6 separate regions of the Mus musculus genome follow, and regions 1, 2, 3, 5 and 6 are each linked to region 4. The links are chromatin contacts, called in public Hi-C, HiCAR-type and promoter capture Hi-C maps. All regions are on one chromosome and are shown on one strand. Each heading gives the region's core, a stretch centred on a gene start, on an enhancer-like site or on the middle of the called end of the contact. The rest is flanking DNA. Distances are from core to core; before and after follow the strand shown. Region 1 has its middle 16 kb from the start of Gm30419. Region 2 holds the start of Tspo2 (translocator protein 2). Region 3 holds the start of AY702103 (cDNA sequence AY702103). Region 4 holds the start of Mocs1 (molybdenum cofactor synthesis 1). Region 5 holds the start of Apobec2 (apolipoprotein B mRNA editing enzyme, catalytic polypeptide 2). Region 6 holds the start of Dazl (deleted in azoospermia-like).

Region 1 (4,321 bases), core at 176-2,675, 830 kb before region 4:
GGCATTGTCCTTTCTATGTAAACGAAGTCTCTATTATTCCCATCTCAAAGCATGCATGAATTAAGAAAGTGTAATAATAAAAAAATACAGTTTTCTTAATTTGTTCTGTATTACCTATACCTAATGTCTATATTTTAATATAGGCAACATTTGAATTTGTAGCTTGAATTTGTAGCTCTCAGCTTAACATTAGTGTATCTGAAAAGAAAACTAAACTTCAGGAGTTTTATTAAAAAAATATTTAAGGGCTGTGGCTCAGTAGAATGCACTTTTAAAAAAGATTTATTTTTCTTTTTATTTATGTGTATGTGTGTATGTCTGTCTGTGTGTGGCTATGTGCACATGAGTGCAGTTACCCGTGGTGACCAGAAGAGGGCACAATCCCAACCATGGCACTGGTGGAGGCTGAAGGATCAACAATGCAGGTCCATTTGCAGCCTCAGTCAGCTCAAGGCTCACCCAGGCTACAGGAGACCCTGTTATTATTATTATTATTATTATTATTATTATTATTATTATTATTATTATTAATTTTACATATTCACTTTATGTCCCACTCACTGCCCCCCACCTCAGCCACCCCCTCCCACAATCCTTGCCTCTCCCCTTCTCTCCCTGGGTCTTCCCCCACCCTTATACTTCAAGTCTCTGTAAGGCTAGGTACATACTCTCACACTGAGGCCAGACAGGGCAGCCCAGTTAGAACATATCGAATGTACAGGCAACAGCTTTTGGGATAGCTCCCGCTCCAGTTGTTTGGGACATGAAGACCAAGCTGCACATCTGCTACTTGTGTGCAGGGAGGCCAAAGACCAGCCCATGTATGGTTCTTTTGTTGATGGTTTCGTCTCTGAGAGCCCATAAGGGTCCAGGTTAATTGTCTCTATTGGTCTTCCTGTGGAGTTCCTATCCCATTAGGGGCTGCAATTCTTCTTCCTGTTCTTCCATAAGAATCCCCAAGCTCCATCCACTGTTTGGCTGTGGCTGTCTGCATCTGTTTGAGCCAGCTGCTGGGTGGAGCCTCTCAGAGGACAGCCATGCTAGACTCTTGTCTGCATACATAACAGAGTTTCTATCATTAACAGCATCGGGGATTGGTGCTTGCCCATGGGATGGAGAACCTGTTTCTAAACAACAAATGAAAAATAGCTCACCCAACACATTCATTCTTTCAACAAATAGACTAATAACAGGCACCATGTGCCAGGCTCTGCCGGGGAGCTGGGAGTTCAAGAACAAGGTAGAGCAGCTACCCTCCCTAGCCTTCTCTGAGATGAGCAGAGTCTGCCCCTCAGAACCCAACCCAAGGCCGAAGGCAAGCGCAGAGAGTGGATGAGGTCTGTGGGCTCCTGACGACAGGTGAGAGCCAAACAAGATGCCACGTCAGGTCATGGACAGACGATCCCAGGCTGGGCAGAGTCCAGAACCTGGAGCCAATATTCTTGCTGCCACTTTGTCCTCAGTGACCTTTGCTCCTTTCCACAAGGTGGCTGGGACGGGTCGTGAGCAGGAAAATATGAACCCTTTATACTTTCCCACTCTGCTCTTATGGTGGCAACTGGGTGCTTACCAGACTTTCACAGAGCGTGGGCTTTCTGGCAACCAGGCTGGGAGCTGCAGGGTGAGCTGGCAGCTCCAAGGAGCCAGGTCAGGGTTAACGGGATCATATGGCCTTGTTTAGATGCTTGGGATTTTATTTTAGAGCCTGTGTCATTTGGCTCTGGGTGTCAGGAAGCTACTTTCCACTGCCTCAGTGCTCTGCTTCCTGCAGATCTCGGCATGGAGATTCCTCTGATGTCCACAGATCCAACTTCAGGGCAGATGGAGGGCTGGGCTCTGGTCCTGCACTCCTCCCGTCTTTGTGCAAAGCCCACAGGCTCGCATTGGATGGGACGACTTCGGTATCCTTTCAACCTGGCCCTCCCCACAGTAAACAGTATTTATCCTTTATGCACATCGGTATATTTGCCCGCATGCGTGCCTGTGCACCGTGAGTTTGCCTGATGCTAGCAGAGACCAGAAGACAGAGTCGGATCCCTTGGAACCGGAGTTAGAGACAGTTGTGAGTCACCACATAGGTTCTGGGAATTGAACCCGAGTCTTTTGCAGGAGCAGTAGTCGGTGTTCTCGCCGCTGAGCCATCTTGCCAGCATGCTCCCCTCCCCATTTCTGAGGGCTTTTCCTCCACCCAATATGTTGGCAGCCGAGGTTCGGCTACACCAACTGTCTCTTTCTCCTCCCTTCTGTTCTCCCTCTCTCCCCTGCTTCCTTATTATCTTTCTTCACCCCTACTCTACTTCTCTTCCACCTTCCTCTGTCTCTCCCTGCTCTCTTTTATCCCCTTTGAAGTCCTAGTCTGTCTTCTCCTTTCCTCTGTCCTCCCCCTCCATTTCCCTGTCATCTTCCCCCCTCTTCCTGCTTCTTTTACTTTCCTCTTTCTTACAGGAGCCAGCAGGCCTGGTAGTAAGCTTTGGCCTTCTTAGACAGCTGCTTACCCCAGGTGCTCCATCCTCAGGCCCAGGGAAGAGTCCTCCCTCTCCAAGCTGATGTCCAGATACTTCTCCCACAGCCTCCTGTTGTTTGAGATTGCATGCCTTCACCTCCAGCAGAGCCTTCCAGTCCACAGGGAGGGATCACAAACAAAAAACGTTGCCTGTGCCTTTGCCATGGACCCCATGTGCTTTTGGCCTTGGTGCTGGGGCTGAGTCTGCCAAGGAGATCGTCTTTGTTCTTTCCCTTTCCTTATCTGGGTATGTGAAGAGTCTCTGCAGCCCTTTCCTGCCCTATGGGGTATTGTAATTGGTCTTCACTTGGTTGCAAGACACAGACTGGCTCAGACTGGTCCCTCCCAGCTCAGGATAAAGCCAAGCTTGAGGAGCTGAACTCCGGGACTCTGTAAGGAAGCCTACTGACCTGCTTCTTGAAAATAGACTTGATGTCTTACTTGATGTGATAAACGGATCAAGGACCCCTTAAGGGAGATGAGATTTAGTTAACAAACAGCTCTGGGAAACACTTCAGTTCATACCGACACTCAAGTGGCTATCGTCAGTTAGAACACAGATTTTTCCCCCCCCATCGGAAGTGAACATTGAACGGAGGAGGCACAGTTTCATTCACGACAGCTGAAGATGTGAAGAGGTTAGACAAAAAGGCTTTGTCACTTGGCCGAGGCCCTAAACATCCTGTGTCACCTCCCTTGGGACATGTGTGTGACCTCCATGGTCCTCATTCTCGAAATGTAGAGCTTTTGCAAGGCCTGCTGAATTACCACCAGCCCCTCCCCCCACTCCCCCAGGCCTTCATGGTGAGAAAAGTCCTCTAGACACTTTCTAATTTGAAGCCAATGTCCAGAGAGAAGAGATCTTTGTAACTCTCTTGGCTTAGAGTCCAGGCCCAGGGTGGGCTACTTTCTACCAGAGAGAGATGCCCTTTTGTGTCTCACACTAAATCTTCCCCAACAGGTTCTGTTAGCAATGAGTGACTCCAATGGACTCTCAGGTTCTACCCTCCAAGAATGGCTTTGCTCACCTGGACTCCTGGCACCTTGTTCTTCTTAGACACGGAAGAGGTAGAACTTTCCCTCCACCCCTACCCTCATCCTAGTAGCCAACTGATCTAGTCCCCCAGAAAGAAGCCAAGGACCAGGCAATCCAGTCTCCCTTACTATAGGCACAGGGCTTTGCATGGACTGCTTTCCCACACTTTCTCAGGAGGAGGAGAGCGCTGTTCATTTAGCATCCCTGCCTGCTGGGCCTGCCATGAGTGGACACTGTTCTCAGCATTAGTGTGTCTGGGTTTGCCTATGAAAAACACAACATTCACTTGCTAGTGGCTTAACCACCTAGAGGTTCATTGGCTCTCTGAGAAAATGAAGCCCTAGCACCGTGTCCAAAGGTTGAAGGTCAACAGCTCAGCATTGTTACCAGGATCCCAACTGTTGTTGTCCTCTGCTGGTCTCTGCCTCCCCTGACATGGCAAGATGGATACCCCAACTCCTAACAGCATCATCGAAAGACCACAGACAGGAGCAAGGCACAGAGGAACCTTCACTTGCCCTTCGGAAGGTGAAGGGTAGCTTTCCAAGGAGTGCTCAGCAGACTTCCCACATGACCCTAAGTCTAATCCTCGACCAACCCTAGGCAAATGGATGTGATAGCACTACAAACTGCCTTGGGCCAGTTATGATATACCACCATGGGAAGGGTATTAGCATCTCTTAGGAGCTCAGAGTCCAGAGCCAGCAGGCACAAATCACAGCACTTATACCAGTAAATAGCTATGCACATGTGAGTGAATTCCATCAAACACAGGCAAAGAG
Region 2 (3,771 bases), core at 1,095-3,594, 980 kb before region 4:
CATAGCTGCAGAGAGAGGGTGTTCTGTAGAATAAAGGTCCTTCGGCATAAGGGAGTAAGCTGCCTCTGACATGTGGGCAAGTGAGTGTGAGCATTGTCTGAGGGTTAAAGGAGAAGCTAGAGAGATGGTTCAGCAGGTAAGAATAGTTCCTGCTGGGGCTCCATGGCTCAGTGGTTAAGGGAACTGGCTGCTCTACCAGAGGTCCTGAGTTCAATTCCCACAACCACATGGTGGCTCACAACCATCTGTGATGAGATCCAATGCCCTCTTCTGGTGCATCTGAAGACAGCGATAGTGTACTCATATACACACTATATATATATATATATAAAAGACTTCTCCCTGCTCTTCCAGAGGACGTAAGTTTGGTTCCCAGCACCCTCTGAAGGTGGTTTATAAGCCTCCGTATCTGGAGCTCAGGGAGAGCCAATGCCTTCTTCTGACCTCCGTAGGCACTCACACAAGCACACAGAGAGACAGACACACAGACACACTCGCACACATAAAGCACAATAAGTCGGGAGAGCTTGTGGGAAGAAGTGGGTGGGAGGAGTTGGGTGTCCTGGAGAGAAGACAGGAAGGGGAGGCTTGGAGGAGGGTTGTTGGAACCTTAGGTATACAGGACATATTTGCTTGTGGGGACCCCTACTTGAAGAGAAGCCAGAGTACAGCCCAGGGTCACACACGGGAGGATCTGCTCCTACCTTTGCAAGGCCACATACTCACCCCATGACAGAGTAGATGGTCACCCACACAAGCAATATGACCTTGTGAGGTGGGCACCAGGGTAACTTTCTCTCATCCTCACACCGACTGGATGGCTGATGAATGAGCATACAAATCAGGATGGGCCCCAGCAGGGGCACACCTACAAAGACAGGTCCTTGAAGCTGCATTCTCCAGAAAGGCAAGATCTGGGGAGGCAGAGAGCATGCTGGGATAAGCCTTCCTCTGTCCCCTTGGACCTCCAAACCTTACAGTCACCTAGCCAGAGTTTCTCACTGGAGGTCTAGTCATGGAGAACCCCCTGCCTGGAGCCCAGTTCTAGTCCTGACCCCTGAACCATCTCTAGTAAGCACTACCCTGACTCTTCTCTGGGCCTTATGCTTTTCTTCTACACCACACCGCGGAGCAGCACTTCAGTGTGGTTACTCTGAAGTGGTCACACTGCTCTCTCTAGGGCCATCTGACTCCTGGAAGTCAGGACCAGGTTTAGTCTTTATCTTCCTCCGAAGGCATCAGCTGGCCTCCAGGAGAAAAACAAGCCTTTGGTGTCTCAAGGACTCTGCCTCACTGAAGCTGACAGTGACCATCCTGGAAGTATCACTGTTGTGTAGAAGTTTCCTCTGAATTGAAACATTCTTTTCCTGGAAGGATGAGAGAGGAGAGAAGTGAGGGGGAGGAGGGAGGAGGGAAGAGGGAGGAAGGAGAAGGGAGGAGGGAAGAGGGAGGAAGGAGAAGGGAGGAGGGAGGCTTATGAGGCTTATTTGTTGGTTCACCAGGCTGGACTTAGCTGGGACCATTTCTTTAGTTTCCCATCAGTGCCCTTTCTGGGGTGAATAGATGTTTGTCCGCATCTCCCCAGGAAATCACATGGCAGCCATGTTCTGAATGTAGGAGCCAGGGATTGCTAGGTCAGTCATAGTCCCAACAGCCCTGCTCATTACCCCCAATCTTATCTCTTTAGAGCAGACTGGCACACGCAAGAGGCCCACCCAGGTTGGTCTGCCCAATTCAGGCGTGGCCAACGGTCTCCGTGGGTCCCTTTCTCTGAAGCCTTCTCTCTCAGCTGCTCCCGGTGTCTGAGGGATGTGCTCCGCATCGCCCCATTCCCACAGGTCAGGTCTGAAGGCACAGGTGTCCAGATTTCTGGTGGTCTGATTCTCAAGGACACAACAGCCTGGTCTTTGATTAAAAAAAAAAAAGTTGTTGCATTTGCATCTCATTTACATGTTGCTTTCTTTGTGTGCCATTTGCTCGTAGGCCGATGGTTAGACTCTCCTCCCCGCTAAGAGCCCAGCCAGTATCAATTTCACCTGCTCAGGGTATTCCAGCCTCTGTCTTAAGATCAATGCAACTTGACAGAAATAAAAACCCAATTGTTTTGGTGTTCTAGAGTGACTGACAGGTCACGGGCTGATCTGCCTCTCACTGTCTACCGACTCAGCTGCCTCCCCATCTCCCCATCTCTGGGTGTTTAAGCCAGTGCTGTAATCTCCCTCATTGACCGTGCCCACTCTCTTTCATCCTGCTATCTATCCATCACTCCTCCTGTCCCCAGGCCTTCCTGACTTACCTCAGGCACACGCCTCCCAGCCTGATGATATAGGATGTGTATAAGGTAGAAGATGGCGAGGGACTGGAAAGGGGTGGAGCCAGGCTCGTGACCGACCTGCCTTTCTCTTATGAAAAGGGAGGGGAGGGGACATTTGTGGGGGAGTCTCTGTTGCTGTTTGCAAGAGGGCTCCTGTCCACAAGCTCCTCCCTGGTCTGTTAGAAATGCGTGAGAGCCCGAGATACGAGGAATTAAATGAGCCCAGGGTTTATGTCTATATTGTCAAGCATTCCACCATGGAACTTCTCCTTTTCCTCTTCCTCTCCCTCTTCCTCTTCCCCCTCACTTCAGCTCCTTCCTGATGCATAGATCTTTGGTGAGAGCCCCCTTGATGGTGAGATCTGGACCTTCCGTAAAGAGCCCAGCCTGGAGCCACAGTCCAACTGGTACCCATGCTCTCTGTGCCTGTGACCCAGTTCTGTGTCCCTGGGGATGGGAGGGGCCCTCGGATCTCCTTAGAGCCTTTCTGGAACCAGATTGTCTTCACGTGAGGCAAGCGCCAGCTTTCGAGATGAGTTCATGATCCCTGAGAACAGTCCCCGATTCCAGCCTCCTGGTTGGCCTGCCTCTGCCTGGCTGGGGACTGGAGGCTGGCAGAGCCCTCCCAGATCCCAAGCACTTTGTGCTTCAGAGATGGAGGCGGCAGGCAGTGGAGGTGGGTAGGGAGCCTGGGCAGGAGTGGTCTGGTGCTTCCTGCCAATATCTACCTCCCAGCCACCACAAAGGGCGTCAGGGGAGAGTGACCCTGTCTTCTGGCAAAGTCCAGTTTTCTGTGTGACTCAGACAGCTTGGTATAACAAAGACAGACACCTCCATTGTTTGTCCCCTGTCAGAATTCTGGGCACCCTGCCTTGCTTGTCCTTTAGGTTCTAGGTCCCCTTTACCAGGCTGCCTGCTCTCTGTGGATTCCCAGTGACATCCAACGAGGCTCTCTGGCATATATTTGTCCTGCTTTCCCTTCCATCTACACCCAGGATGCAGGCAGAGAAGGAGCTGCAGAGAGGGACAAGAGGCCAGAGAATAATTAACTAAAACAGGAAAGAGGACAAAGCTGCTTTTATATTTTCTTGTGTGTGTGTGTGTGTGTATGTGCACGTGTGTGTGCATATGGTGTGGGTACACACGTGTGGATGTGGATGAGGGATGTGTCATGTGCTCGTGGAGGCCAGAGGACAACCCTGGGTTCTGCCTCCCCAGCTCTAGGATTGGAAAGACAGTTTTAGGTGGATTCTGGTCACTGAGTTCAGGTCCTTGGGCTTACAACACAAACACTTTTTGACTAAGCTATCTTTCCAGCCCAAACTAACTAACTAACTAACTAACTTTCTTTCTTTCTTTCTTTCTTTCTTTCTTTCTTCCTTCCTTCCTTCCTTCCTTCCTTCCTTTCTTTCTATTTTTCTTTCCTTTTTCCCTTCCTTCTTTCCTTTCTTCCTCCC
Region 3 (4,036 bases), core at 1,179-3,678, 810 kb after region 4:
TCCTTGCCAGTGGGAAACAAAGTTGTTTTATTTTATTTTATTTTTTTATTTTAATGCATTTTGAGTTAAGAATAGCTTTGTACAGAGCATCCAGGTGGTTAAAACTCTAGTCTCTGGCACCAAGCACCTCACTCCTTTCCATCCATGGCAGAACCCTAGGGCTGATGGGGACAAGCCTGGCCTCCTTCAGTCTCAGGCCAGAGGCTGACACAATGGAGCTGTCAGAGCTGTCCTCCCTGCTGTGCCCAGCCAATTTGCTTGAATTTGAAGCAGAAACCTTTGCTCCCTGAATGTGTCCTCCGGCCTTCTCTGCTTGTCTGCGGCTGGGGCTTTGGGTAGAGCAGGGGCTGGGGGTGCCTGTTTAATTCCTCCTTGGATAGAGCAGCTGATTGGTGCCTGCCTGGCTTCTGGAGCAAATGAAGCATCGCGTCATTATTATTGCTTGCTTACTTAATTGAAAATTGACCAGATGTCAATTGTGATGAACAAACACTTTTTCTTCCGAGGCGAGGGATTAAGACACATTTCCTTTTCCACCTGGCACCAAACCCACGCTGTATTTCACACTGAAAGACCCTTTCTGATAAAGAAGAAAGAAGCAAAGAAAGGCGAGGGAACCATTTTGACTAAAAAGCCTGTAATAATGGAAGAAAACCGATTTTCAGAGGCATTGTCCTGGACATCTTTGTTGGCTTGAGCTGGGCAGCTTTGTTGGCTTACGGCGCCACCTAACGGGGATGAGGTAGATTACACAGCGTTGTTGCATCCTCCCGGGCTGCCTCCTGCGGGATGAGTGAGATACCAGCCTCAAGTTGTAGGATGCTAACCTGGTGCTGAAGGGTCACCCACTCTCAAAGGCAGACTCCTCCGCTAAATGGAATTTCTAATGCTTTACTTTTAAACATCCGCTGTGTGTGTGTGTGTGTGTGTGTGTGTGTGTGTGTGTAGGACAACTCGTGGATGTTAGAAGACGCCTTGTTAGAGTTGGTTCTCCCCTTCCCCCACTTGGGTCCCAGAGATCAGGTCACTTGACTTGAGGCAAGCATGGTCACCCTGTGAACCATCGTGACTGTCATGTATTTTTTTATTTGATTTTTTTTTAAAGGTAGGATCTTAGTAACCCAGGCTGACTTTGAAATCCTTGTATAGCTGAAACTGACCTTGAACTTCTGACCCTTCTGCCTCCAGGACTGGGACCACATAGGTGTGCTCCACCACACTCTTCTGTACAAGGTGCTGGGGTGGAACCCAGAGCTTCCGGTGTGTATTGTGCAAGCAGCCTGCCAGCTGAGACACACGCCTTCCTTGTGTGTTGCTGAGAGGGAGGAGGAAGAGAGAATCTGAAAGGGGGTTGGGTGTCAAGAATTACTGATGTAGCAGTAAGAAGCGCTAAAATGCTTCCTCTACTTTATCCCACCATTTGGGACACTCCTGGGCCGGCAAGCGTGCTTCTGGATGCTTTGGAAAGCCACAGCAGGGAAGGTGGGGTCTCCTTAAAGCTGGAGAGATGATGTGGAACTGTGGGGACCGTGGTGGAACAGACAACACATCTTCTTTCAGGGTGTCGTCCTTCAGCTGCCAATTGCCAGCAAATGTGGTCTCATCGTCCTGTTTGCCAAAGCCAAGGGTGTGTATAAGACCCAGGAGCGAGAGGGTGTGGCCTTTGGAGATCTCTGCCGTGGGCTGTCAGTTTGGGAGAGCAGCATGGTATCCCAGTCACCAAGTAGTAGAGGTACTGGGGACTGGAGGAAGCAAAGCAGCAGGAGCCCTGTGACTGGGCACTCAACATGGAAGCCAGGGAGATGGCAAGCTCTCAAATTAGCAAGGGACATCTGAGAGATTTAGACTTCCTGCAAAGGGTAGTCCAATTCTAGAACGATTCTCCAGGATCTAGAAGATGTAGGTCTGTGCACAGCTCACTGTGACTCAGCTACCAATGTCAGTGGTAGGACTGTACCACTAGTGTGTTTGTTCAAGACGGTGCCTCCAAGGTCCTGCTGGCTGCAGATATCCCTGCCTCCAGGTCCTCAGAATCTAGCTTCAAGACTGTGTCCTCTACCAGCAAATCATCTTTCCAGGACAGGTGTTCTTTCTTGTCAAGAGAAGGGAATGTTGTCAAGATTACCCAGAGCTCTGAGAGCAGCTGGAACAACACTTTAAAAAGGGGTTCATGACAACACCTGGGTTAGATATGCAGGCCACTCAAGTGCCAGGAATGGCTTTCCTGCCCTGGACTCCCTTTGCAAACTCTATATATTTTGTAAACTCTGTACACTTTATAAAGTTTGTAAACCTCAACTCAGAAAATGGTCCTGGCTGAGACTGAGGCTCTCCAGCAGCCAGGCCCCTCCCCCAGAACCCCACTAACTGTCATAACTGTCAGAAGGGTCATCTCCAGCATGTCAACAGGCCCCACCCACGTTATGCTAATTCTAGGTGAAAAGCCTGAATAAAAGCCACCAATTCCTGAATAGGAAAATCCACCAAACCCTGAACTTCCCACAGAAACTCACCTATCCCTGGACATCAAAACCCACCAATCCCTGAACAGGTAAACTCACCAATCCCTGAGCTCCCTCAGGCTCAGAAATTGAGATGCCAGCCATCCTCACTCTGGAAATCTTACTCTAGAAAGGTCCATGCCCTAAGAACACCTATACAAGCACTGGACTTTGTCCAATTAGCAAGTGCTCTCTGCACTCTCCTGAAACCATAGGCACTAATATTCCAGGATGCATTCTTCCATACTGTGGACACACCAATGAATGCCTTTCATGAGCTCTGCTGTCATGTTCTTCTCTCATTGGAAGAAGACAAGAAGCAATGAAGACAAGAAAGGAAGAGAAGGAGTAGGCTTGAGGCTCCTGAGCTCAGCTGGGGACATCCTTCCCTGGAGCTGGGAAGCCTCCAATGAGGAAGGAGACTTCCTCTCAAAGATGTGTGGTTCCTGGGCCCCCGTGTCTCCAGAAACCCTTCCCTTGGGACACTGTCACACCTCAGAGCTGGATGGTTCCTGAGTTCCAAGGCCCTGAACACCTTCTCATCCAAGCACAAAGGCCAACAACCAGGGCCACTGGCCCTACAAGATCCAGATATCATCTGGTAAAGTCTGAGAACCAACTCCCAGAGATGGGTCATGCAGAAGTTAATCCTGAAGCTCCATCTTCCTCAACACTGGCAGATAAAAGCCACCCAGGAGCCTCCACAGGAGCGCCTGTCTCATCAATGGGTCCAGCCATATTCCAGATTTGGAAGGACCTTTGCAAGGATCTGACAAACATTGCAGGAAGATCTCTGAGAGATCTGTACAGGATCCCAGAGGGTTCCCTGGGCAAAGATCTAGAGGCTGTCTCCGAGACACGGGTGGACAGTTGCTATGTCAGACAGCCAAGAAGTGACTCACCAAGTCCCCAGCTAGTCTCCCCAGGAAAACAGCAGCTAGAGGGTATACTGAAAACCACTCAAGCAGCAAGTGGAGCCATTACAATGCCATTAAGGTGCCTGTGGGCACTTGTCAAGGAATTGCTGTGGACCACACAGTGGTCCTGCCTGAAAACTCAGAGACAAGTTCTGAAAACCCAGAGACAAATATGGAAGCTCAGAAGCAGTGATCCTTGAATGATGGGGCCACCTGCAAGAATATTTCCCAATGGGCCTTCATTCCTACAAGAAGATGCCTTTTGGGTGAGGCAAAAAGATGGAGCTTGCTTCTCAGAGACCTCAAAATCCTACATCTTTCCAACACAAACAGGTCTGTAGCTTTGCCATTTCCCACAGCCTCTGACTCCCTCTCCGACCTGCTGGGATTCTAGAGATGATTTCCTGGGAGAGCTTTTTCAGAAAAGTTCAGAAGAGGAAGTGAGGACAAAAATGGCTTCTAGTATATGCAGACTGCTCCCTCTACCCGCCAGCTCAAATTCCTGAGAGGGAGTCCATCTAATGACAACAATTGGCCATCTGAGGCACCCAAAGTGTTTAGAAGGACAATGTGACTTCCCTATGCACCACACACTGCATTGTGGGCAGAGACTGGCCC
Region 4 (3,823 bases), core at 19-2,518:
CACAGGTAACCAGTCACGTGCCAGAATGTAGAACAAGATAAGATGTAAGTTATGATTCTAATCAGAGAAGAGCCTAACTATATGGCCAATGTAGTTGTAAATATATTTTGAATCTGAGTCTTCTTTCTGGGAGCATGGGACTGGGAGAAAGAACCAGGCCTAACTTCTACAAGGTTTGGGCAGTTTAATCAGCTACACAGCTCTGGAAAAATTGCCTCCACTCTCTGAGACTTTTTTCCTTAATTGCTACACAAACTTTCTATCCACACCAGGGTCATGGGATTGATGGTTAGCTCAGAGTTCTGTGTGTAGGGAGCAATTCGAGGGTCACCCATTCTTTTGTGTCTTCCTTTCATAAATCTGTTTTTAAACGGAGAAACAAAGACTATTGATGTATGGGAGACACAACTAGAGTGTCCATAAGAAGGGAGCTGAGATACAAGCAGAGTCTGGTGTAGGGTAAAGTGAAGGCAATTAGTAAAGTTGATGTTTTTAAATAGAATATTGGTATTTTACTGGCGCACCCAAGCAGATTTTTATGTATTGAGATATTATTTGACTTAAGACTATGTCATAAAGTAGCATGCTATTTTGTATGCTAACTTAAAAAATAAGTTAAGGGACTAGAAAGATGGCTCAGTGGTTAAGAGGCCTGACGGCTCTTCCAGGGGACCATCACCCATATGGTATCCTACAACCATCTGTAACTCAGGTTCCAAGGGATCCGACGCCCCCTGCTGGTGTCTATGGCCACCAACTGCGCCATGGTGCACTTAAGGGTGGGCAGGCAAACTCTCATACATTAAAAAATAATTTAAAGAGTAAAAAAAAGAAAATATTATTTTCATTGGAGTCAGAGTTGAAGGGCTGTAATCCCAGCACTCGGGAAGCAGATGCAGAAGGCGATCTGTACATTTGAAGCCATCCTGGTTTACAAAGCGAGTTCCAGGGCAGCCAGGGTTACACCTTTGAGACACTGTGTAAGGGTCTCTACTCCCCTGCATAACGAAAAGAAAAAAAAAAGTATAACGTGCCTAGAAGTTTTTATGTCACCCCTTTAAATTCTGCATCTAAAGACAGCTTAAATCCAAGACCAAGCAAAGCTGAAGGAAAAGAACATAGCTCTCCCAGACTTGGCATTTCTGCACAAGAACACGCTTCCGTCCTGGAAGGGGGCGGAACGCGTGGACTACAACTTCCAGAGGGCAATGCGGAGAGGCACCCTCGCTGATTGGCTACTTGGGCGCCGCCCTCTGCTCCGCCCCTCCGAAATGACTCTGTTCCAGGTCCCGGGCTAGAGTGCTCTGGAGGCCCACTTCAGGCCGGGTACTTCCTTTGCTGACTTCATGGCGGCGCGGCCTGCGTTCGGAATAGTGCGGCAGCTCCTGAGGTCCAATGCTCGGGGTTGCAGCTCGGGGGCTCCGGTGACGCAGCCTCGCCCCGGGGAGCCCTCGAGACCTACCAGGGAGGTGAGCCCACCCAGCCCGCCTGCACACACCTACCTGGAGGGCGATCCAAGCCACCCTAATCTTCAGAATGCACTCTGTCCTGAGGCTTCCTTTGGGGAGGACCCTGGGCACTCACTGCTGGGTTGCTTGAGTTCACTCCTGCCCAGCGGGAAGGACTCCTCAGTTTCCCCTGCACCCCCTTCCCTGGAGAACCACCTAATAACAGGTAGCTGTGCTGCAGCAGGAAAAGGGGGTGCTATTAAGGAGTGAGAGTTAGGTTCCAGTGAGCTGTTCCAGCTTTCGCTTCCACCCAGTCTATTAAACATTATTCCTCACCTCCGGGGAGGAGGGTGCCAGTGCAGTCAGGTGTCCCCCGGACAACTGCTTCTTTGACAAGGACTAAAAAATATTGCTAGCCAGGTGTCCGGCACAGCCGGTTGTCACTTTGTTGTGGCAGGGTTCCATGACCTATCTTCTTTCTCTTGGGATGGGGTGGCCTCATTTGATGAGAACGAGAGCAAGATCAGGTTCCGTGATAAGGAGTTCCTGCCTGTCTTCATAGTGAGGGGCAGGGTCCTGTATTGCACTTCTCCGAGTGTTTCCAGTGACGGTAGGTCTTAAGTTTGTTGTTTTATCTAAATGGTTAGGGAAACCTGCGAAACTGTTCCATCCGCTTCTGTCTTCCAGAACTGAGCGTGAAGTCCCAGGACTCTGAATTTCACAATATTTGCCTCTCCCATCTTGCTCAAGACATAGGCAGGCTTATGTCAGAGCGTTCACTTCCTCAGACTTGCCTCTCTGGGATCCTCAGATAAAGCAGGCTTGTTGTTACAGGGCTCTCCAAACCCTTGAACTTTGTACTTGAGTGAAAAGCGCTAGGATAGCCAAGGCCACCATGGGAGCTCTTAAAAACCGATACTAGCAAAAAATAATTTTTTTCTTCCTCATCATGGATTTTGTGCTTTTTGTGAGGGGGCCTGTGCAGTGTGACTAGCTGATGGCCCCTTGGCCTCACACTCTCTCTTGGGGCACAGTAAAGGTGGGACCTTAAACAGAAACACCTGTGCTAGCCTCTCCCCTGGGGTGCTGTACTAGGTCCTGTTGGACACATCCTACCAGGGCAAGCAGTCATTCTTTCAGTGGTACCTCAGACATTGCTTTCTGCATATCTCACTTGGGACCGTCTTCCACTAATTGACAGTTCCTAGATGCTAGGTCTCCCTTCGCCTTTCTAAGTATTTCCTCCGGTGTTTCCCTCAGTGCATGTAGCCAGCCAAGCCAGCAAATGTCTTTTGGCTGCTTGAAGCACATCTAATGAGTTAGGTGGAGCAGTAGACAGAGCAAGGCCTAAGGAGACCTGTGATCTTATCTTTCGTTGGCCTCTAAGTTTACCTGGCTTCTAGTCTGTGCACTCACTTTCCCTTGCTTTCTGTCTATAAATCCAGAGGCTTAAACCGGCTCACCTTGTACAGGAGCATAGGGCATGAGATCTGTAAGAGCATCTTAGAGGTGAGGTGAAATGAGGTACTCAGCTCCTTTATAGAACTGCCAGTGGGCAGGAGCAGAGGTGCAAACATCCGCCACCCTCGCCCTGCCTTCCTTTCCTCCAGGGACCCTCTGCCTGCCCTTCACAGTGCTCTGGTGGGCTGAGGTGGGGAGCCATGGTGGATGCTCACTGGGCTTCCTGCGTGTGACGGTGTGGGTGTGAAAGAGAACTGAATCTTAGGTGGGAGCTGGCTGTGCAGAGTGGAAAGGGGGTCTTGGGGCAGTCTAAGGACGGGTGGACAGCTTCCACAGGCGCCTAAGGGAAATGGAGAGGAGCTGCTGTCTTGGCCGAGGTACAACAGACAGCTTCCTGAACATTTAGTTCAGGCAAACCCTTTCCTTCTCTGGAACGCTACTCTGACTTTCTGGGGGGGCAGAAAAGAGTTCTGGACTGAGGCCTGAGCCCACTGCCTATGGTGGGGTTAAAGGACTCTAGGTGACTCAGGCAAAGACAAAGTCGCCTAGCTGTTCAGAGTTCTAGAAAAGAGCAAAAGCTGGCAGGTGGGTGTTGAAGACAGGAATTGGTGCAGGAGAAATCACGGGAGTGGTTCTGGAAGGAGTAGGGAGGACGGTGCTGGGGGGAGGCAGCAAGGAGGATGGTACTGGGAAAGTCTTTCCTTTTTGCTTTCAACTTACTCAGTTCCTTGAAATCCATGTCTCAGGGGAGAGGACTATGCTGGTCAGGAACAGAGATGCAAAGACCCCCCCCCCCACTCTTAGGTAACTGGGGAGAAAGCCATTTAACAAAGCTTGGGACAGTGTTTATTAAATAGTTTGAGGTGTGTGTCTGTGTGTGTGTGTGTGTGTCTGTGTGTGTGTGTGTCTGTGTG
Region 5 (4,320 bases), core at 435-2,934, 1.0 Mb before region 4:
CCCAATACATCTTCACTTTAAAAAAAGGTCTAATTTTATTGTTGACCCACCTTGCCCTGTACCTGGGAGATCAAAAGCTGCATAGAGTGGAAGGTATGTGTGTAACCCAGGACAGCATGGTCCAGGATGCTCGGGTGTCAGTAAAAGGATCCTCTCCCATAGGCGAGCCACTGGAATGGAGGACCCTGCTGGCCTATTTGCCCTAGGCTTCCCCTGTGTCTATATTAGTCTGTGCCCAGCTGCTGCCTTAATCCTAGGATGAGCGCAAGATGATCTGGGCGAGCAAGAGTGAATGGAAGTTCAATGCCTACTCACATCTCAGAAACCAAGCAACACTTCCCCCTGGGTTCTCTTAGAAGTCAGAAAATATCTGAGCAGGAAGGGACATTAAGAATCAAGTCGGGTAGCTTCCTCATGTTTGAAACAAGAAAGTAGAGGCCAGGCCTGGAGCAATACAGGTCAAGCATAAAACAGCAAGTCCAAACTGCTCCCCAGGGCTGCTCCTCCTCCTTCAGGCCTTTGTTCCTCCTGAGACTTGGTGTGCCCCCACCCAGCCTTTGCGCGCATTGCTGGAGAAATGCTATGAAGGGAACCGAAGTTCAGGAAGGAAACTTGGATTTAGCGGCATCTTCCTCTCTAGGAATAGAGAGAGATAAGGAGAAAGGCTACTTGCATTCATTTCTGGGGGCAACACAATCTGGACAAGAGGGGACCCTGTAGACTAACTTGAGCCCAGTGGCTATAAACTGTGCTTAAGCTTCCAGTATCTGCAGCTTGGAGATGACTTCTTGCTGGGGCCATCTTTAAATATGCCGTTCTCACTGAACTTGTTGGGATTGGGCTATATGCACAGGCAGATGATGTCCGATACCCCGCAAGACCGATCGCTGCCAGGGCCCCTTCTCCTTCTCCACAGCATCCATACCACCACTCTTCCAGAAACTTCTCTCAGTATGGCACCCATTCTGCCTTTGCACATTTGCAGAGACTGCCATGAAGAAAATGTTATGTAGTTTCATTCTGGGGGTTCCATTCCTTCCACATCCTCCTGATTACAGGGTCTAAGTTGTCACCTCAAAAAGCCAAGAGTATCTGGACCTGGTGTTAGCTGCTTTTAATCCCAGCAATGAAGAGGCAGAGGCAGGAGGAGGATCGCTGTGAGTTCAAGACCAGCCTGGTCTACATAGTGCGATCCAGGCCAGCCAGAGTTACATGGTAAAACACTGATTCAAATTAATTAATTAATTAATTAATTAATTAATTAATTAATTAAAAAAGACAAGAGGCCTTTGCTGCCCAGAAGCCTCCTGCTAGCATGCTGGACGCACAGCTTGTGGCTGACCTTGGGCTTCCCTATTCTTGTCCTAACCTTCCACAGCCTGCTCAGACCCCACCCTTTCCCAGGCAGGAGCCCCAGCCCCCACACAAGGCTTACCCAGTGACAATCTCGAAGGGCGGAAGATCGATCAGCTCTTTCAGCTTCTCAGGGTCTTCCAGGTTCTCCAAATCATCTCCATTCTGAGAGGCTGGCGCCGCAGCCTCAGCGGCCTCTTCCTTCTGAGCCATGGAGGAACTGTGGCCGAAATGTGGAGAGGTTGTCAAGCCAGCCAAGGGCCTGGCGGCAGAGTCCCAAGCAGCTGTCAGCAGCTAAGCCTGGCTGGGGATGACAGAGAGAGGACCGGATTTGGTGCTCCCCACAACTCAGCTGCAGGCTTTATAAGCAGGCCCTCCCGCCCCACCCTTGGAGCTCTCTCACTCATCTTTTTTTAATTGGATGACTGACAGGGTGACAGGGTGGGGGAATGGAAACTCTGGCCATGTGTATTCCCCCTATTTATCAGCAGGCAGACAGGAAGCTGGCAGGTGGGGAGGGCTGGGCCAATTCTACCCCGTCTCTCCTCTCTCGTTTACCCAGACTCGACTGAGTTTTAGGGGAGAAGGCCTCTCATTGTTTTAAACAGATAAGGCCTGTGATGAAGGAGGGACTTGTAGTGACCCCCCTCCCCCGCCCACGTTGGGGGGAACTCGGGTTTAGGAAAAGAGGGTCTTTGTGGGACATGAGTTAGAAACCAATGATTTGAGAGGAGAATGTCTGTTGCTACTCAGGGTCTGCATGTTATGTTCGTTGTGAGCCCGAGTGGGTAGGTGGATGGATGCGCGTTTGCGCATGCGCACGAGCATATGCTCGCCCGTGAGTGCATCGGCCAGAAGACCTGATCAGGTGCCTTCCTCTGTCAATCTCCACCTATTTCTTTGAGGCAGGCCATCTCCTTAAACCTAATGCTTCACACTCCGAGTTAGGCTTGAAGGCAGTAAACCCCCGGCCATCCTCAGGCCTCTGCCCTGCTCAGAGTCTTCGTCCCCTTCATCAGTCCTGTGCCTGCCTGAGGGCGCATGCTGAGCAGATGCTCTGTTGGCAACGGTTCCAGGCACTGAGGTGCAGAACAGACCAAAGGAAGAAGCAAAGAAAAGCCCTGCTCTCCCGGAGCTTGCAGGGGTCAGCTGCTATATCCGCTAAGTAAAATAACTTCATGTGTTTTGGTAAGTGCTGGGGAGAACTGGCAAGGAAGCATCTGAAAAAGACAAAGAGTGAGATTACATTTTGAAAAGATGTTTACTTTTTCTTTATTTCCTTGTTTGTTCTTGAGAAAGAGTCTCTCTGTCTTGACCAGCCTGGCCTTGAACCCACAAAGGCATGTGCCACTACACCTGATCCTTATTTTTTATTTTTAGTTATCTGCTGTTAAGTCTCTGGGTGCATATATGCATATAAGTGCAGATGCCTGCAGAGGCCAGAAGAGGGCGTCAGATACCTTGGAGGTGGAATGCAGGAAGCTATGAGCTGCCCCATGTGGGTACTGTATTCCAGTCGTCTGCAAGAGCAATGTGTGCTCGTAACTTCTGGGCCATCTATCTCTTTAGCCCCAAGATTACATTTTGATAAGGAAGGACTTTGGAAAGAAACGGATCAGTCCAAAGGAGACAAAGGAAACATTCATCTGACTATCTAAAAGGAAAGTTCTCCGAGCAGACGTGGAGGGGGTGGGGGAAGAGGTAGGGGAAGGTGTGTACAGGAGAATTCTTAGGGGTGGGGACAGAGGCCCTGAGATTTACTGCTGTGCTCCAGGAAGCAGCAGGGACAGCTGAGTGATTGGATAGTCTTTGGAAGGGAAGCCAGAAGGAGAACAAGCTATGCAGATATGCTGGGATATATGTCTCACTTCTGGTTCAGTGTAGTGAGGCAGAGTGAAATCCCAGCATCTGAGAAGAGGCAGAAAAACCAGGAGTTCAAGGCCAGCATTAACTATATACTGAGGATGAGGCTATTCTGGGCTATAAGAGACCCTTCTACAAGCTATACTATACTATACTATACTATACTATACTATACTATACTATACTATACTGGGGAACCCATTAGAAGACGAGTCAAGCCAGCTCGAGAAGAAGTTGAAGTAGGATGACATTGTAGGGCAGTGGGCAGTTTGTAGCTCACGTGATGAATACTTAGCAGGCCCCCCTCCACGTTTCTATACTTGGTGGTACGAGTGCTCTAGACTCTCCAGGGAAATGGAAAAGTAGCCAAGACCACCTGCTGGCTGCAATGTTAAATCTCGGTTGCAGGTAGAAAGGCTTGGCACTTAACTTAGTAGAGTACTTGCTTAGCATGCCAAAGCCCTGAGTTCAATTCCCAGCCCTGAATAAACCAGAGATAAATAAATCCCACACTGGGGAGGTAGAGGCAGGAGGACCAGAAGTTCAAGGTCATCTTTGGCTCTGTAACAAGTTTAAAGCTAGCCTGACCAAATGAGGCTCTGTCTTTTTTTTTTTTTTTAAGGTATTCTTGAGATGTGGTCTGGAGTCAGACTAGAGAAGAGGAGTCAGGATGGGCTGGGTGTGGGACTTCCTTTTCGGGAGTTCTGAGCAGCATAGGGTACCATTCATATGGGTTCTGAGCCTTCATAGTGCTCAGGATGGTCATGCTGCACCCCCCCCCCCCAGTTGTGTCATCAGAATTACCACAAATGTCGCTCTTGTCACCTGGGACTTTCTAGTCAGACAACAAATTATCTGTTTTTCCTTCTCATTAAATCGATTACAGAAAGTATTCCTGTCTGGAGATTACAATATAAATCTCAGGAGACTCAAGCCCACGTTGGAGGAAAACAGCGCCCATGACCACAAAGCAATGCCAGAACCGGCTGCAAACAGCAAAAGGCGTTTGTTATGACACAAGCAAGCAGCATTGAGATGCAAAGCATTTGCTTTATTCTTTTGATTTAATCAACATCTACTGAGCTCGCCTATGAGCCAGGTGCC
Region 6 (3,734 bases), core at 867-3,366, 870 kb after region 4:
TTGAGAAAAGTTTAATAAGGAGGAAAATAAAGCATTAAATATTATAGGATGCTTGATTTGGGCTTAAACTACCTGCTTCATCAGAGTAAATATTAAATCGGTCTCAAAATAATAGTGTATTATGTATTAAAGAAGGCACACCATATCCTAGTCCTTATCCAGTAGGTGGCACTCAAAACCAAGAAAGCAAAGAATCCATTTTAATAAGACCTAATTCCTACTGTATGCTTAATAAGTAAAACACCCACAACTGATAGATGCTTTAGTTACTTTTTAAATATGACCAAAACCACTCTACAACCAAATACTTGTAAGTCAGGTTGATGTTTAAGAAAGTATAATTTTATACTTAAGAGATAGGATCTTATTATGTAACTCTGGCTGTCCTGAAAACTTGCTATGTAGACCAGGCTGGCTTCAAACTCATGCCTCTACTTCTTGAGTACAATTATTTATTTTAAATGACGTCTTATGTTGCCAGAGTTGACCTGAACTTCTAAAGGGCTCCATATGGCCCCCTGCTGTCCCCAATAATTGTAAATTTCCACACACCTAAATGCCCACTACTGACCCTGGTGGGAAAGTATCTTACTCATCAATGGACTATAATAGCATACTGAAAACAAACTGTATTAAATTTAAGACATATTTAATTATACCTCTGAATTAGCTATGAGAAATATTAGAATACCAGCAATGAGCCAGCACACAAAAATTTGCCTATTTTGTACAGTACCATACTTCATTGTATTGGAAAATCCACATATCAAATATAGCTAGAAGCTGAGAATAGTTATTAAAGATTTCAGGATTCACATTTTTGAAATGTAATTAAATCACTATGCTAAGCAAATTCCCATGTATGCTACAAATACTGGCCAATAGATAAAAATCTGCAGTTATCAAATGTTTAACCCTAATGTAGTGAGAAAACGGTCCAATATTGTGCGATTTAAATTATTGTGATAGACAAGTACCTATTTCACATTATAAATGCTTAATTTGAATTCCAACTTAAGTTAACATCGGTCATAAGTAGTATAAATTTCTTCCTTTACCTCTAAAATGGAAAAAAATTTTAAACGAACATGCAACATCTAACGGATTTGTGATTAAATGGCTATCAACGTTTGTTTTCAGTAGCCCAAGCTAGCCTGGCAACGCCTCAGTCAGTCTGCTGGCGGCGGCAGCGGCGATTACAGCAGAGCTGTCCGGTCCCGCTTTCCCCGACCCCCGCCCGGCTCAGGCCTCTGGCTCCTCCCCCAGCCCACGCAAGCCAAGCTCCCGCAAAGCCGCCTCCACCCCACCCACAGTCACCAGGCGACAGGGCCCGCCCTCAGCCTCCCGATAACCACGCCCTCCGGGTCCTTTCCACGCCGCGGCCAAGCCGCCAGGCCGCAGGACCCGGCGCGGCCAGCCTAGGCGCCACCTGGCGGAGGCGCCCGCGCTGCGGCGCTCCGACCCGGAAGCCCGGGCGCTCGTGCGGAGGAGCTGGGCCGCGGGGTGGGGGCTGGGCCGCGGCAGGCCTCGCCTAAGGCCTGCTCCTACGGGCACCGCGGCCCAAAGGCGGGAAAGAGCCGTCACGTGACGCCCAGGCCGTGCACGTGGCCCACCCCGGGGCTGCCCGAGGTCCCCAGGGCTGCCCGCCATCTCCCCGCAACCCCTCAGTGCTGGTGTAGGCCGCAAAGGCAGCAAGGCCGCCACTCTTGTCCTCCAGGCCTCACCCTGGGGGCTGTCCGGTGGGGGAGGAACCCAGAACCGGAAATATGAAAGGACCCTCTTTATGCCCTCTCCCCACTTCTCTGTGCTACACCAGAAAAGGCCGATTTTTAAACCTCCGCGTAAGGAATCGCGGCCTCCGGCTGGTCTTGCACTGCCACCCCGGGGCCTGCCCTCGACTCACCATGATGGCGGCCAGAGTTCGGGTGGTAAAACCTCGAAGGTGGAGCAGAAGCCACGCGACGGGGCAGCTACGTGAGGTGGCTGCCTAGCCGGCCAACGGGCAAAAAAAAGCCGAGGCGGTGGTGGAAAGAGAGCCCACGGCCACGGAGACAGCGGAGTCCCGAAGCGAGCGTGCTGAGGGTCGCCGAGTCACTGAGGCGTGGGCTGCGCGCCCCGGGGGGATGACTGTGCGTGGCTGGCCTCGTGACGTGCTACAGCCAATAGGCGGCAGCGCTAGGGCCTCGCAAGGGGGGCCAGGGGACCCACGTCGCCCACGGAGTGCGTGAGGGGTGCGCATGGAGCATGCGCGACATCTACGTAAGGGTCTCGGCTGCCGAGCAGGCCCGAGCCTCACTGACAGACAGATGGACCGACTCCTGCCACTCCCTAGCCCCCCCAGGACCGTGTCCGAAGCCCCTGTGAAATAAGTCCTGGGCAGGACGGTGCTCAGAGTTCTGTCAGGAAAGCATTTATTCAAGTCATTACCTCAAAAATGGCACCTCGAAGGCATGGCGTTATCCCGTCAGCAAAGCTTGGCGGCCGAATTTAAAATTTACAAAATGCCCGCAGAAATAGAAATTAATAACGGGCGGCACGACTAGAGAGCAGGCCTTGCCTGGCCGGGCCCCTTCACCCTCTTTTTCAGCCACATTGAGAAGGTTGAGTCCGGGTGCATGTGGAAGGCGCACCTCATGCCTCACGGGCCGGCCCGTCAGCCATCAGGACTTAGTTTTTTTCTTCCGTTTTTTTTCTCCCCCCCCCCCGCCCCTTCAAATAAATGCCCGAATTATCCGGTACAAAGGACACAGCAGTGACCAGACCACACGAGAGAATATCCCTCCCTTCGTGGAATTTAGGTTGCAGTGTGAGCGTTTCTCTTGTAGGCTTTACAGAAACAAGCTAGGCCAGCTGAGAGAATTCTAGAACATTCTCAAGGCCAGAGAAACGGGGCCTACCTACCTACAGCAGAGCCGAGCTGTAGGGTGCTTGGTGGAGATAACCTTACGGCAGAACCACCTAGTACTTATACCGTCCTGACTACCTTTTGTACAGATGATAAGTATTACAGCTTTTTTTTTTTTTAAAGCTGGCAAAACAGCTTAAGATTGCCACTAACCATGCAGCAATGATGGAGAAAATAGTATTAAAATAATAAATAAAAATAAAACAAATAAGGGTAGATTGCACCTATTTGAAAGGGGGGAAATTCCAAAATTCTGAAACTAAAATTAAGCTCGAAACTACAGCGGTGAAGATCCGATTCTCCACTGGCCTTCGGTAGGTGGCTACATGGTGGTGTGAACAGTCTAACAAAGGGCCTGGACTGTCCTCATTTTAGTGTAGAGAAGAAAAAAACCCACTACAGACAGCTGGAATGGTTGGTTAATGAGCAGCGGAGAGATGGCTCTAAACTCTGTAGCTCCAGGCCTTCCTGCGTTGGCTGGATGGGGAAAGCTGAAGCGGTGCAGCCCGATTTGGAGCTGAGCACCTTGCAGCACACCGGTGTTCTGGCAAGGCATCATCCTGAGGAAAAGCACGGACGTGAGGGGACGGGGAGCACCGTGCAGACTAGAGCAAACCCAAAACCATCTAACTCTCATTGGTGTTTGACCTTCCATTCCTGCGCTCTCCAAGTTTGGCGTTTATAGTTATGACATGTTTGTTACTGGAATCTCGAAAGGAAGAGCCAGGTTTTCCCAGTTCACTATCCCCTTCCCTGCAAAAGATTCTTAGGCAAGGCGTTTAAACGCTTGAAAAACGAAACAAAGGCCAATCTGCAGAGACAATAGGGG

What was found. Promoter capture Hi-C pulls out the DNA fragments that hold promoters and counts their contacts. A called contact is a pair of places that touch in the nucleus more often than the background predicts. HiCAR-type assays count read pairs that join an accessible place to other places.
Region 1: a promoter capture Hi-C map of liver shows a contact between it and region 4, with 2.5 times the contacts expected there. The contact joins the enhancer-like site here to the promoter of Mocs1 in region 4. A contact is called at or near these places in 3 of 39 promoter capture datasets (embryonic stem cells, hippocampal neurons and liver) and 3 of 115 datasets of contacts at active chromatin or transcription factors (astrocytes, bone marrow-derived macrophages and forebrain).
Region 2: a Hi-C map of the G1E-ER4 cell line shows a contact between it and region 4, with 4 times the contacts expected there. The contact joins the promoter of Tspo2 here to the promoter of Mocs1 in region 4. A contact is called at or near these places in 2 of 39 promoter capture datasets (embryonic stem cells and erythroid cells), 3 of 484 Hi-C or Micro-C datasets (all in the G1E-ER4 cell line), 9 of 115 datasets of contacts at active chromatin or transcription factors (the 230-238 cell line, acute myeloid leukemia, bone marrow-derived macrophages and 6 more) and 2 of 9 other capture datasets (embryonic stem cells and macrophages).
Region 3: a promoter capture Hi-C map of second pharyngeal arch cranial neural crest shows a contact between it and region 4. The contact joins the promoter of AY702103 here to the promoter of Mocs1 in region 4. A contact is called at or near these places in 2 of 39 promoter capture datasets (hippocampal neurons and second pharyngeal arch cranial neural crest), 1 of 115 datasets of contacts at active chromatin or transcription factors (acute myeloid leukemia) and 1 of 9 other capture datasets (embryonic stem cells).
Region 5: a contact with region 4 is called in a promoter capture Hi-C map of second pharyngeal arch cranial neural crest. The contact joins the promoter of Apobec2 here to the promoter of Mocs1 in region 4. A contact is called at or near these places in 8 of 39 promoter capture datasets (the C10 cell line, HPC-7-derived erythroid cells, cranial neural crest and 4 more), 4 of 484 Hi-C or Micro-C datasets (CD4 T cells and the G1E-ER4 cell line), 6 of 115 datasets of contacts at active chromatin or transcription factors (bone marrow-derived macrophages, embryonic basal ganglia, embryonic forebrain and 3 more) and 1 of 9 other capture datasets (embryonic stem cells).
Region 6: a contact with region 4 is called in a HiCAR-type map of astrocytes, with 2.2 times the contacts expected there. The contact joins the promoter of Dazl here to the promoter of Mocs1 in region 4.

What each region holds. Positions count from the first base shown.
Region 1 is chr17:48,597,131-48,601,451 of GRCm38.p6, forward strand. No RefSeq gene overlaps it. Among named protein-coding and RNA genes, the nearest start is that of Gm30419, 16 kb to the left of the region's middle. Within about 2 kb of position 1,426, at least 8 of the 459 cell types and tissues checked have an H3K27ac peak or open chromatin away from gene starts, as enhancers often do. A contact at or near this core is called in liver, where this site is marked.
Region 2 is chr17:48,449,157-48,452,927 of GRCm38.p6, forward strand. It overlaps Tspo2 (translocator protein 2), which reads right to left and starts at 2,345. Exons shown (of 5, transcript NM_027292.2): 1 at 2,297-2,345; 2 at 1,716-1,905; 3 at 727-914; 4 at 1-5. The coding sequence starts at 896.
Region 3 is chr17:50,236,780-50,240,815 of GRCm38.p6, forward strand. AY702103 (cDNA sequence AY702103) reads left to right here and starts at 2,429. Exons shown (of 2, transcript NR_131975.1): 1 at 2,429-4,036.
Region 4 is chr17:49,427,096-49,430,918 of GRCm38.p6, forward strand. It overlaps Mocs1 (molybdenum cofactor synthesis 1), which reads left to right and starts at 1,269. Exons shown (of 11, transcript NM_020042.2): 1 at 1,269-1,469. The coding sequence starts at 1,347.
Region 5 is chr17:48,431,044-48,435,363 of GRCm38.p6, forward strand. Apobec2 (apolipoprotein B mRNA editing enzyme, catalytic polypeptide 2) reads right to left here and starts at 1,685. Exons shown (of 3, transcript NM_009694.3): 1 at 1,436-1,685. The coding sequence starts at 1,566.
Region 6 is chr17:50,291,504-50,295,237 of GRCm38.p6, forward strand. It overlaps Dazl (deleted in azoospermia-like), which reads right to left and starts at 2,117. Exons shown (of 11, transcript NM_010021.5): 1 at 1,904-2,117. The coding sequence starts at 1,906.